Regions from separate parts of the Mus musculus genome. Here region 2 is linked to region 1. Evidence: chromatin contacts called from public HiChIP or PLAC-seq data. All regions are on one chromosome and are shown on one strand. Each heading gives the region's core, a stretch centred on a gene start, on an enhancer-like site or on the middle of the called end of the contact. The rest is flanking DNA. Distances are from core to core; before and after follow the strand shown.

Region 1 (5,941 bases), core at 442-2,941:
TCTTCCGATGATGCTAGGAATCCCTATGTACCTTGGGATAGTAGTGGATATGAGAGCCATTCGAGAAAATGTTCTCAGAAAAATCAGAGCTACTTCATATGAGAAAATGCAGGGATGGAGCTTCAGAGAGAGAGAGAGAGAGAGAGAGAGAGAGAGAGAGAGAGAGAGAAAGAGAGACTACCGTAAGACCCATGAGGAGACATGCAATGGAAATCTAGCTCTCATGCACGATCACAACGGCTATGGCTTTGCCCAGACTCATGATGCTGATGGAATTCAGAGTCTTCTTTCATTGTTTCTTCCATTTCTCCCCCAACTGCTTTATGTCAGGCATTATGAACTTAACTGCGAGTCAAGAGAACCCCTGGCTCCACGCTGTAAACAGTAACTGTACTGTTTTCTCACTTAATGATCCCTGAAGTGGAGCAGTTTCGGCGTGGTTATTTTGTGGCTCAATGACATCCTCAAGGACCAGGGTAGCTTTGATCTTTCTTCTCTGCAGCCCCCGAGCTGTCAGTTTTGTCTTGACTGACTCCTTTGTGGTCACAACATGGCCGCTGGGGTCCTTGCTGTCACATGCATATGTAATGGGATTTAGCAGCTGAGGAGGACCCATGCCTTCCTCTACGTTTCTTTCTTTTTAGTAGATGGAAACCTTTTCCAGAAACCCTTCAGGAGACTTGCTCTCATTTCAGATCATCAGAGAAAGCCATGTGGTCATTTCTAGGGCTGTCACCGGTGAGGACTTGGATGCCTATGGCTGGATTAGTGAAGCACAGCAGATCCACAGAACAGAGCAGAGCAGAGCGGATTAAAAAAACAAAAAAGAGGGCTCTGTTACAAAGGAGGAAGGGAGGAGGGGTGAGGCCGAATAACTGGAAATATTACTACACATTTAAAAAATATTTTTGTTAAAGACAATCTCAAACACGAAAGAAAGTGACAGCCGAGTTCCACTTTCTTCCCCGGTTCCTGCAGTTCTCAGACTCTTACCAGGGTTAAGTCTTCACTAGTCACCCCTTTGTCTGCTGGACTATTTCAAACATCTCAGACACACATGGATATTTAATGATCTAAATGTGCGGAAGCCCTCCCTTATACTTGGGCCTGGATTCAAGGGAAAAGGCTGCTTCGAGAGCTAGAGGTTGGGAAGGACTAACAGGCATTAACTATTTTTTGCTAGAGAAAAGACAAGATTCTAACCAGATGTAGTGACCCACTTCTGGGAAATCATAGGGAAAGACCTCGAATTAGAGGCCAGCCTGGGCTACAGCGCAGGGAAACAAGAATAAAACAAAATGAAACCAGAGACAACATTTCTCAGAGGAAAAAACAATATCCAGAGGAAGGAGTTCTCCCTGCTGTTGTTGTGGCTGCATCTGGAGTCTTTTGTACATGGGGAAGCAGCTGTCCTAGGAAGTTTGAGTTGTGGATTGGGGGTAAGGGGTGGGGGTGGTGCTCCGTTCTGCAGGCAAGTGCGAGTTCAGCCTCAGGTTTACAGTTTCCACTCTCTGGCTGGGGAGGCCGAATGCTTTCTAAGAGTGGGGTTGGGTTTGCTGACACCTGTTTCTGCATGCTAATAGATTTCTGGGGTAAGATAGAGCGGTGATGTCACCTGCAGGTGTGTGAGCCTGTGGCGGTTTCCCGAGGCATTGTAGCCACATCTGTCCTCAGCTGTGTGGGTCTTTGCTCCAGCAGGCTGCAGAATGAGCTGGTTGCCTGCAGAGCAAAAGCCAGAGGCAGCAAGCCGCGGTGGCCTTGCTTCAAACAAGCGGACTTTCCCCAAAGCTTCGGCTGATTTTCACTTAGTTATGGAACAAAACACAAATGTTGTTTCTTTAAAATGCCACAGCGGCAATCAGAGTATATTTCCACGCACCCTTTTCTCAGTTTCCTGAGGCCACCTGCCTTGTTACACGTTTGAAAGCTTCCTCTTCCTCTTCCTGAAACAGGAAGCTTGCCTTCTTATTTTCCTCCAGGTTTAAAGTGTGCCCTTCTTTGAAGAGAGTTCACACACACTCTCTGTGGGGTTGCACCTTTGTTTATAACATAAAAAAAAAATCTCCATTTCTCTACATGTGCTCTGTCTTGTCTCTAAAGGTCACACGGCACAGAGCTCCCTGCTCAGGGTACATCAACCTGGGCTGATTTTATCTGTGTGCGCTTTGTAAGATGTTTGTATTTGCATAGGACGTTTAGATACAGGGACACTTTGTATAACTATATTTGAAAATTGAGAGAGAGAGAGACAGAGAGAGAGAGAGAGAGAGAGAGAGAGATTGCTGTAGCCTGTGCCCAGTCCAGTGGCTAGTGCAGTAATTACACCAGTCCCTTAGTATAGCGTTCTCGAGCATGTACAATGTAGTGAAATGAGTGCTTTTTGTTTGCACGGTGTGCAGTTCAGTGTGGTGTGAGAATCCGCCTGACCCCAATACATTTTGTTTGACATGCACAGCTGGGGCACTGGAGGATAGTCCAGGCCATTAAAAAGAATGCGAAAAGAAAACACACACCATCTATTTGTCAGGACACAATGAAAGGGAGACTTACTGGGCCTGGATCACACCAGGAGGAAGGAGAAGAGGAAAACCCACCTGGCCCCCAGGGAGCCGGCAGGGGCACAGCTACTGTTGCCTGCTAGAGCTCCCCTGGTCATGCAAACCGATGCCCTTCCCAGCTCCCGGGATCTTCTTGTAGGGTGCTGTGCAATCAGAATGCTGGGGTGGAAGGGAGGAGGTCTTATTTGGACTTGGCATTCCAGGGGAGCCCAAGGTTAAGGGGTTCATCAGGCTTATGTGACATCTAGGAATGGCTTCTAAGGTGTCTGACCGGTGAAGACCTGCTACGCCTCCCGAGGTACCCCAGGCTTTCACCAACAGGCAGGAGAGAAGGCAGTGATGGATCCTTAGGAAGTTGGTTCCTCCCTCTCCCCAGCCACACAGATGCTACCCCATACTCAGCTGCAGTCCCCTCCCACTGGCCCCTCCCATCATCTTTCTTTTATTCCCCATTTGTTTCCTTGCAGGGATCTAGGAGGAAGTGGAAACAACAGGCCAAGCTAATGCTATAAATAAATGGTCGGCTAACCTTGGTTAGGAAATAGTAAGGCACCCAAAATGAAATGTTGCTAAAGGAGTACCCAAGGATCAGTAACATACTGACCAGACTTGTTTAAAAACTATGGAAGATGTGTACCTTTAACATAAAGTTTAGATTGCTGGGGAAATGTTTCAGCTCATGTTTGGCTCTTCATTGCCACCAAGTAGACCAATTCCCATACTGCAAAGAAACACCCCTGTCCCACAGCTGACCGTTAGGCCCTACCCCATACCAAAGGGCATGACTACAATGTTATAACCCTAGACCTAGAGCAATTTTTATGGAGGCTTGTTTCTTTTGGAGCACTAGACAAAACTGGACATATGCTTTGTTATTAAAGGATGTCTTCCTTATTTTTCCTGAGTGTGTGACATGAGTTGTCACTGGGATTAGGGGATGTTTCTCTGTTACAATAGTATCAGTCTCACACTTCATTCTCTGATTCTCTGATTCTCTCTCTGTGTGTGTATGTGTGCGCGTGTGTATGCATATTCACATGTTCACGTGTGCAGTTACATCTGAACAGCCATGCTGCATAGATAGGTCTGGAGAAAGGTCCCTGGCAACCTCACCTGCATTCAGAAGCCAAGACATCTTTGTATTACCTTAGTCACCTGGACCTTTTCAGAGTGACAGCTCTGAGCCTCACCTTGACTCAGCCCTGGCTCACTGTCCCTAGTTTCCTCGATGGCTGTGTAGAGAAGGGCATCAGTACGCTCTTATGCCCTGTAATGGACCATGGTAGAAAAGGTGTCCAAGAAACTCCCTCTCTGGCAAAAGTAAGAAAAATATACCTTGACTGATGTGGTTTGGCAAGAGTGACTTAAAAATGAACTCCACAAAAAACCCCCACACTAATGGGAGATGGTGTGTCCTTGCCCTTTGCGGCAGAAGTTTAAGGTGCCAGTGTGGTTAGCTGAATTCTGGAAGGAACAAAAGGGGAGATTCCCTCTGGCTGTTTTCATGACTGTACTTGTTCAAAACTCCCATTTCCCCCCCTCACCTACATTTTGTTTCTTGACCTGGAACAGAGACTCTCAGAAATCTAACCTTGGCTATATTAGTAAATGGTAAACTTTTCAGTTCACACTGAATAGTTGATAGGAATTTCAAAACACGGTTAAATGCCTTCTTTGTGAAGACAGCAGGAGCTCCCTTCTCATCTCTCTGATGTCACTAATCCAGCATTTGCACCTTACTGTCACTACGTAATGTCTGGGCAGCTCAGAAGGATTTCCAGGTAGTGGATCTGAGCACATCTCTCTCTCTCTCTGAGCCATTCATCCATGGTGTTTATGCAGCAGGATTTTCTCACTTCTCTTCACCTTGCTGTGCATTGTCTTTCTGCCAGGGCATCTGAACCACTCTGCGTGACCCCCACAGAAATGTCAGTGCATGAGACTCGGGGAGCTCTTGTGAATATTGTGATGACAGATGGCTCAGGCATAAAAGGCATCACCACAGGCTTTGTGAGAGGGGGGCTTGTGCGCTTGAGATCTCTCCTTCTCCCCCTCCCTCTTTCCTCTTTCCCCCCTGTTCCTCCCTCCCTCCTTCCCTCTCTCTCTAACTCCATCCACCCCCCCCCCCCAGATCTGCAATGGGGCCATTCAGCATGAGAAGGACACTGAATGTCAGAACCTACCTGCTTCTGACACAGTCACTCCTGGTCCCCACAAGCTTCATATAACCCAGAGGTCTCAGACCCCCTGTTTTCTATTTGACATCAGAAACCACCATATATGGTGCCAACTGTTTCCTCCATCACAGAATGCAGCGAGTACCTAGTGGACAAGACAGGAGGATGAGGGACAGGAAGACTAAGTGGGTTTGGTGCTCTTTGCAGAGGGCTACTTCTTCCTTGTCATGGCCAAGCATGGTGAATATGACCCTTTCTGTCCTTGCCCTCACTCAAATATGACATCAAACACACAGAGGCTGGGGCTGGCTGTGTAGGGAACTTCTTTCTGAGCCTCCACGCCCATGACCAGAGCCCAGGTCCTGTAGGTAGCTGGTGTTCTCTTCATCTTATACAAGCTACCCTTGACTTCTCAGCAGATCCCTGACTAGAAATCTCTGGGGTTGCTAGTGTCATGCCAGGCTTCTGTTGGAGTCTATGTGTTTGCTTTCTAGATTGTTCATAGAATGATCTATAAATTATGTCCTTATTTATAGTTGGTGTCGTAAGGAAACTTCAAGGTTGGCACTTCTCATAAACACACAGAATTTCGTCTTCCTATAGACTTATACACCACTTGGGCCACTACAGAGATGTGATCAAGACCTCCTCTCTTTTTGGAAGGTTATCACCTATACTACAGTTGATGCTAAAAGTTGTTCTGATAAAACACTGGAGGCCAGAGAAGTCTACTGAGATGATCCTGGGTGGGTGAACTTAGATAAGAAAGGGAAACGGTTTAATTTCAAGTGTCATCTGAATTTTCAGACCACCCTATTGTGAAGGTGAACATTGGCTTCCTTTAACACAGTGTGAACAGGACCTGTCCATGCTGCACTTGGCAGGGCTCTGGCCTTTAGTCCATCTGCATTCATCCATCGGGTTTCATGTTTCCATAAATAGCAGCCAGCACCCCAGTTCTGGACCCAGACTTGTGTTCACCTCCCAGGGCAGGCCCGTGACACAAAGCCACCAAACACTACCCATTTAGCAGAGGCTGTTTCTCCTGTCCACCCCAGAGACTTCATTTTTTAAATTCAGAAGGCTTTCTGGTTTGGTAGGGCGTCCAGCTTTTCCTTTTTATATAGTGTCTAAGTTTTGTTTATCCTCTCACAGCAGAGACCATGCTGACAACAGGGCCCCTGTTCACCCCTCCTCAGTCACACA
Region 2 (5,649 bases), core at 2,378-4,877, 180 kb after region 1:
AAGGTCTCCCTCAATACCCAGGCTGGCTTAGAACTTACTAGACAGCTCAAGTGGAATAAAGCTATCATTCATCCTTCTGTCTTAGCTCTATCACTTCCATTCTACTCGTATGGGTTCATGGGTGGTCTGTTATAGACTGAAATGTCAGACTTAGAGTTTAATTTTTTTTAAATATGTATTTTTTAAGTTACTATAAAGCCTGATGATTTTGTTCAGGAATTTATAGAACTGTGAATTTTGACACACAAAGATTTATGTAATTTAACCATTCCTAAAATAGTCTTCTGCGATAGCTTTATAATATTCGTTTCTCCTTTCTAATGCCCTCTGGAAACCAGTGATGTAGTCTCTGTGGCTATAGTTTTCTCTTTTAAAAAATGCATAAATGGAAGTTCACAGCCCTAAACTTTTTTATATTCACATCTTTCTCTTGCCATGATGACTATGAGATTCAGCCAAGTTATTGTAATGATCAATGGATAATCCTTTTTTGTTGCTGAGTCATACTCTATTGTATGGATCTACAAGTTTTTCTGTTCACCCATTAGAAAATGTTTGCTCACTGAAATATTCCTGTGTGGACTGTTATGTGAATATAGGCCTTTAATTCTCTAAGACAGCTTTCTTCAACTCTGGTGCATCTTTGAATGGTAAATGTCTCCCACGTGTTAAAAGTTTAATGCCTACATTGGCACTGTAAGAGATGAGACCCTTTGAGAGGTTTTAGATTAATATGAGCATGTCCTGGAAAGGGTAGGTGCGACCCCAGTCTCTTCCTTTGTTTTTTGTTTTGTGTTTTTTAAATGTATCAGTGTATTTTGCTATATCATACACTCCCCACCAGAGGCCCAAGAGTAATATCTCTGGACTCAAGAGTTCAAAACTGTGAGCTCAAATTAACTTTATCTCCCTATCAGTTGGTAAACTCAGGTATCTGTTACACTGGCAGAGAGCTGTTATACTCACGAGTGTATAGATACTCGGCCCATCCAGCCTCAGTGTTTAGGGAGGGAGTGTTCCTGCCCACTGCAGGGTGTTTGGGGGTATCCCCAGCTTCTACCTCAATAGATGCTAATAAAGTTCCTCAATTTCAATGAGCAGAATGACTCTATACATTGCCAAGTGCAAAATCCACTCATGATTGAGAACCACTCCTCCAAGGCAAGTGCACTGGGGTGAGCTGAGAGCTGTAAGAGAAATAAATCCTCGCATCCCCAAGATGCTTTTGGTCATGGCCTTTAGCACAAGAATAGAAGCCCTAATAGTGAAGACAGCAGGGTGCCTCGCTCTTGTATTTTCCAGAAGTAGACACCTAGTGTATATTCGTAGTGTTGTTCTTTGTTAGATACAGGTGTGATTCACCAACAAGACCATCACGCTTCCTGGCTGCTTTCCAGCAACTTTAAAAAGGATAGACTCAATTTCTTTAATCTTTGTAAGACTATTCTAGTCAAGTATTTCTTATGTGATTCTTGGTAACATACAATATTCTATAAACTGCTCTATTTTAAGTTGAGAGATTTGCATGAGTGAAGCCCACAGTTTCCCATATTTCCTTTTAGTTTCTGTGGGGCTGTGTAGCTTTCTGCTACTTCATATATGATGTTAATAATTGGTGTGTCTCTTTTCACATTCTCAAGCCCATTAGGACTGTGTTAAATATGTGAATCATAATTTAAAATAGCAAATGTTGGTTTTCATTTATCTCAAATGATTTTCTGTTTTCATTTTTACTGATATATATATATGTATATATGCGTATATATATATACATGTATATATATGTATATATGCGTATATATATATATATATATATATACACACATGTATATATATATATATATATATACACACACATATCCTGTATTTCTCTTTTGTTGGGTTGCTTTGGATTTATTTTACTCTTGGTTTTCTAAGATTCTTGAGGCTGACACTTCCCATCGATTTTTCTTCTTTAAGTTAAAAATCTGGTATGAATTTGCCTCTGAGAACTGCTTTCTCTATGTCACACAAGGATTTGCATATTTTGTCTTAATTTTCTTCATGGCCCTTGAGATTTATTTCTCTATTTATAAATTATTAAGAAAGATGCAGTTTAGTCTCCAAGTGTCAAAAGACTGTCTTGGTTTCTCTTGTTGTTATTGGTTACTTGGTCTGCTCTATGGTAATTACAGGATATACAATGTTTTTAATATTAGAAAAATCTGACAGTAGAGCAAAGAGAACATCTGGAAATAGAAGAAATTATATCACAATAACAGAGTGATAAAAGAAAATACAATATTTCAAATTCACTCACAGATATTTAAAGTGCGCGATGCAGGGGTGGAGGGTGGCTTGGTGGATAAGCAAGCTTGCTCTGCAAACAGGAGGAACTTAGGTGAAACCAACACCCACATGAACAGATGGGCCTGGCTATGGGCGCCTGAAATCTCAGCATTGGCAGGACAGAGACAGGCAGGTCATGAGAGTTCACTTGCTATCCAGCCTAAAATAGCAAGCTTCTTCTAATTCAGTGAGACACCCTGCCCCGAGGCAGTAAGGCCAAGATTGACAGAGAAGACACTCAACATCCCCTCTGGTCTCCACTCCTGTGCATATGCATGCTGTACAAGCAGGTGCAAGCGCGCAGGTGCAAGCGCGGGCGCGCATGCGCGCGCACAAACACACACACTCAAATACATACATGTGCATGCGCACATACACATAAAATAAATCTTTTTAAAAAACATAAATTTATGTAGTAAAAGGAAAGTAACAGTTAAGACTGATTATATTAAAAACAGAAAGGCCAGGTGGTGACCCTTGAGAGGCAGAAGCGGGCAGATCAATATGAATTTGAGGGCAATCTGGTCTGTGTAAATGAGTTCCAGGCTAGCCAGGGCTACATAATGTCACCCTGCTTCAAATAGAAAAATAGATACACAAAAAGACGAAGGGGGCTGGAGAGAGATGACTCAGTGGTTAAGAGTGCTTATGGCGCAAATGTGAGAATCTAGGTTGAAGTCCCCATGTGAAAAGTCACTAGGGGGTGGACAGACAGATCACCTGGGCCTGTGGCCACCAGCGTCACTCCAGATTCAGTGAGAAACTCGGTGCTGAGAGAATAATGTAGAGAGGGATAGAACAGGAACCCCCCTTTCTGTATGTACATGCATGGATACATATACCACACACACATATGCATACCACATACCACGCGCAAACACATGCACACCACACACATACACCACACACACACACCATGCACACACATATGCATACCACATACCATACACAAACACATGCATACCACACACATTCACACAGGGCACATACACCACACACACCACATATTACACACACACACACACACACACACACACACACACACACCCCACATACAACACACACACATACCTCATACCAAGCACATACACATGCACACACACACACATACACACGAGAAAAGAATGACTAGAAGTATGAAAGTCTCTGTGTTGTTAAGGTCTGGTATTTAGAAGTTGTCACAGACTCCTGATTTGTTTTGCAGGCAGCAGAAATCACAGAGTCAGTAGTAAATAGTATGAATCACTGGAGATTGTCCCTGGCACTCCCTTTGTTGGACCCTAGACAGAACCAAGCAGGAAATTCCTGCACCTCCTAGAGCTCCTCTAAGCTCATTCATAGCCGTAATCCCCAGTGAAGAAGAGTTTAATATAAATGACTTTCCTGGCACTGAGAGCCCTGAAGAGCTGGATGCAGAAGCCTGGGCCCTTGGTACCTCTACCTAGATGTGATTCTGGTAACCTCAAAGAGCCAGCACCCATCCTGTTTACACAGACAAGCCAAGAGGGCAGCCTCTGCAGAGCCTAAGCTGCATTACTGAAACAAGCAGACTTTAAAAGCCAATTTACAGTGTCAGCAGGAAGGTAACCCAGAACCTAAAGAAAAGAGCAGCCAGCCAGTAAATGCCCTGAGAGTCTGGTGTAGGTGACAGTATGGAACTAAGCCTGCATTGTGTAGGCAGAGGCTGGCTTGCCAGCAGCTTTCTTCAATTCAGTGGACTTTGACTTGAATTTGGTAAGACTGGGTGAGAGGCTGATGTTAACACCAGGACTTGTGATGGGTATCTTTTTCTCTCCAGTTCTACTCTCTTCTCTACCCTGGATATCCTTGGGAAGCTGACCCACTTAGCATGCACGGATGCGATCTATCTTAGTTTCTTTCCTGTTGCTGTGACAAAAGACGCCAAATGGATACTTTATGAAGAATAGAAATATATTTGGCTCACAGCTGTGCGGGAGGCTGGAAAGTTCCAAGAGCATGGTGTCCCCATCTCATCCGGTGAGGGGCTGGCTTCTTGCTGCATCTTAGCATGGCAGAGAACATCACAGGACAAGGATTCTAGTTCTGTTCTTTCTCCCTATAAAAGGTGACATGCTGGTCTCATCCTTTCAAAAGCTCCACCTCCAAGTACCATTAACTTGAAGATTATATCTCCAGCTGGGGGACTTGAAGGAAACATGTTCAAATCATGGCAGATCCTTGCCCTCTCAACTCTGTTGGATTCAGACTCCAGGGGAATAGTACAATGTTGGAATTTCTCTGTCTCCTTCTTACCTCCCTGAGGGGAGCCACCTTGGCTAATGGTCCACGACTCTCCTTAGAGCACATGTGTGCACCGTTCTTTCAGACTACAACAGCTACCCTTTGTATTCATCTTCCCATCGGACTCTCCCAGCCAGAGTTTCCAGCTGTAAGAAACTCTATTATCCCTCATGATTTTCCTACATCTTGCCTACACATATATTACATATATGCACATGTTTGTATACCCATGTATGAAGATACATGTGCCTGTGGGAGGGCAGAGGTTGACAATGGGCATCTTTAATTGTTCCCCTTACTTTTGGAGAACTTTTCACTGAACCTGGAGTTTGGTGGTTGGCTAGATTGGCTGGCCAATGAACCCCCTGTCTCTACTTCCCAGTTCTGGGATTTCAAACATTATCTACCAAACCCAGCTTTTACTTTTTTAAGGGGATGATGGGAATCCAAACTGAGCTCTTACACATGAGGCCAGCACCCTGTCACTGAGCTGTCTTCCCACCTAAGGCCATCTTCACAAAAGCCGTTATCTTAGAGATACGAAGGTGAGGAGTGTTTGTGGATGGAGCGGTAGGCCTGGGCTTTGTGCCACAGTACTACAGAGGGGACTTGAGTGGGCGGGGAGATGAAATGAGAAGGTCAGAGGTCTGATTGCTGAAGCTTGGGTGGAGCTGAGAAGGCTCCTGCACAGCACGCTCCCACAATTTGAAATGATGGGATAGTAAATGGTGAAGAAGTGAGTAGTTAAATGAAAAGCCACTCTGCCTCTGGAAAATGAGTTTATTTCTGCTTGGTGGCTGCCTGTGATGTCACCCAGTGTGCTTGCTTTCAGAAATGTAACCGGGAAAACATCCTGTAACTGAGGAGTGATATTTCTGTGAAAGTTTAATCAAGTGCTGCTCAATGGAAAAATATCAAGATGGCATTGCAGGGAATCGTTCATGAATGGAAGGGAGGCAAAGAGAACTACATGTGTCTTTCAAAGTCTATTCTAAGTCACCCGGGTGGGGAGGACGTGGGGGAAGCTACACGTGAACCAAGGTTGACTGGTGTTAAGAT

The links. HiChIP or PLAC-seq counts read pairs in DNA pulled down with a chosen protein or histone mark.
Region 2: a BATF HiChIP or PLAC-seq map of CD8 T cells shows a contact between it and region 1, with 8 read pairs. The contact joins two enhancer-like sites. A contact is called at or near these places in 1 of 15 datasets of contacts at CTCF or cohesin (CD8 T cells), 15 of 484 Hi-C or Micro-C datasets (8-cell embryo, CD8 T cells, ECoMG myeloid progenitors and 9 more), 6 of 115 datasets of contacts at active chromatin or transcription factors (CD8 T cells, Th17 cells, effector CD8 T cells and 3 more) and 1 of 9 other capture datasets (adipose tissue).

The regions. Positions count from the first base shown.
Region 1 is chr2:127,926,085-127,932,025 of GRCm38.p6, forward strand. All of the region lies in intron 9 of Acoxl (acyl-Coenzyme A oxidase-like), which reads left to right. Among named protein-coding and RNA genes, the nearest start is that of Acoxl, 74 kb to the left of the region's middle. Within about 2 kb of position 1,692, at least 49 of the 459 cell types and tissues checked have an H3K27ac peak or open chromatin away from gene starts, as enhancers often do. A contact at or near this core is called in CD8 T cells and memory CD8 T cells, where this site is marked.
Region 2 is chr2:128,099,839-128,105,487 of GRCm38.p6, forward strand. The region is part of intron 16 of Acoxl (acyl-Coenzyme A oxidase-like); the gene reads left to right. Among named protein-coding and RNA genes, the nearest start is that of Bcl2l11, 23 kb to the right of the region's middle. Within about 2 kb of position 3,628, at least 8 of the 459 cell types and tissues checked have an H3K27ac peak or open chromatin away from gene starts, as enhancers often do. A contact at or near this core is called in CD8 T cells and memory CD8 T cells, where this site is marked.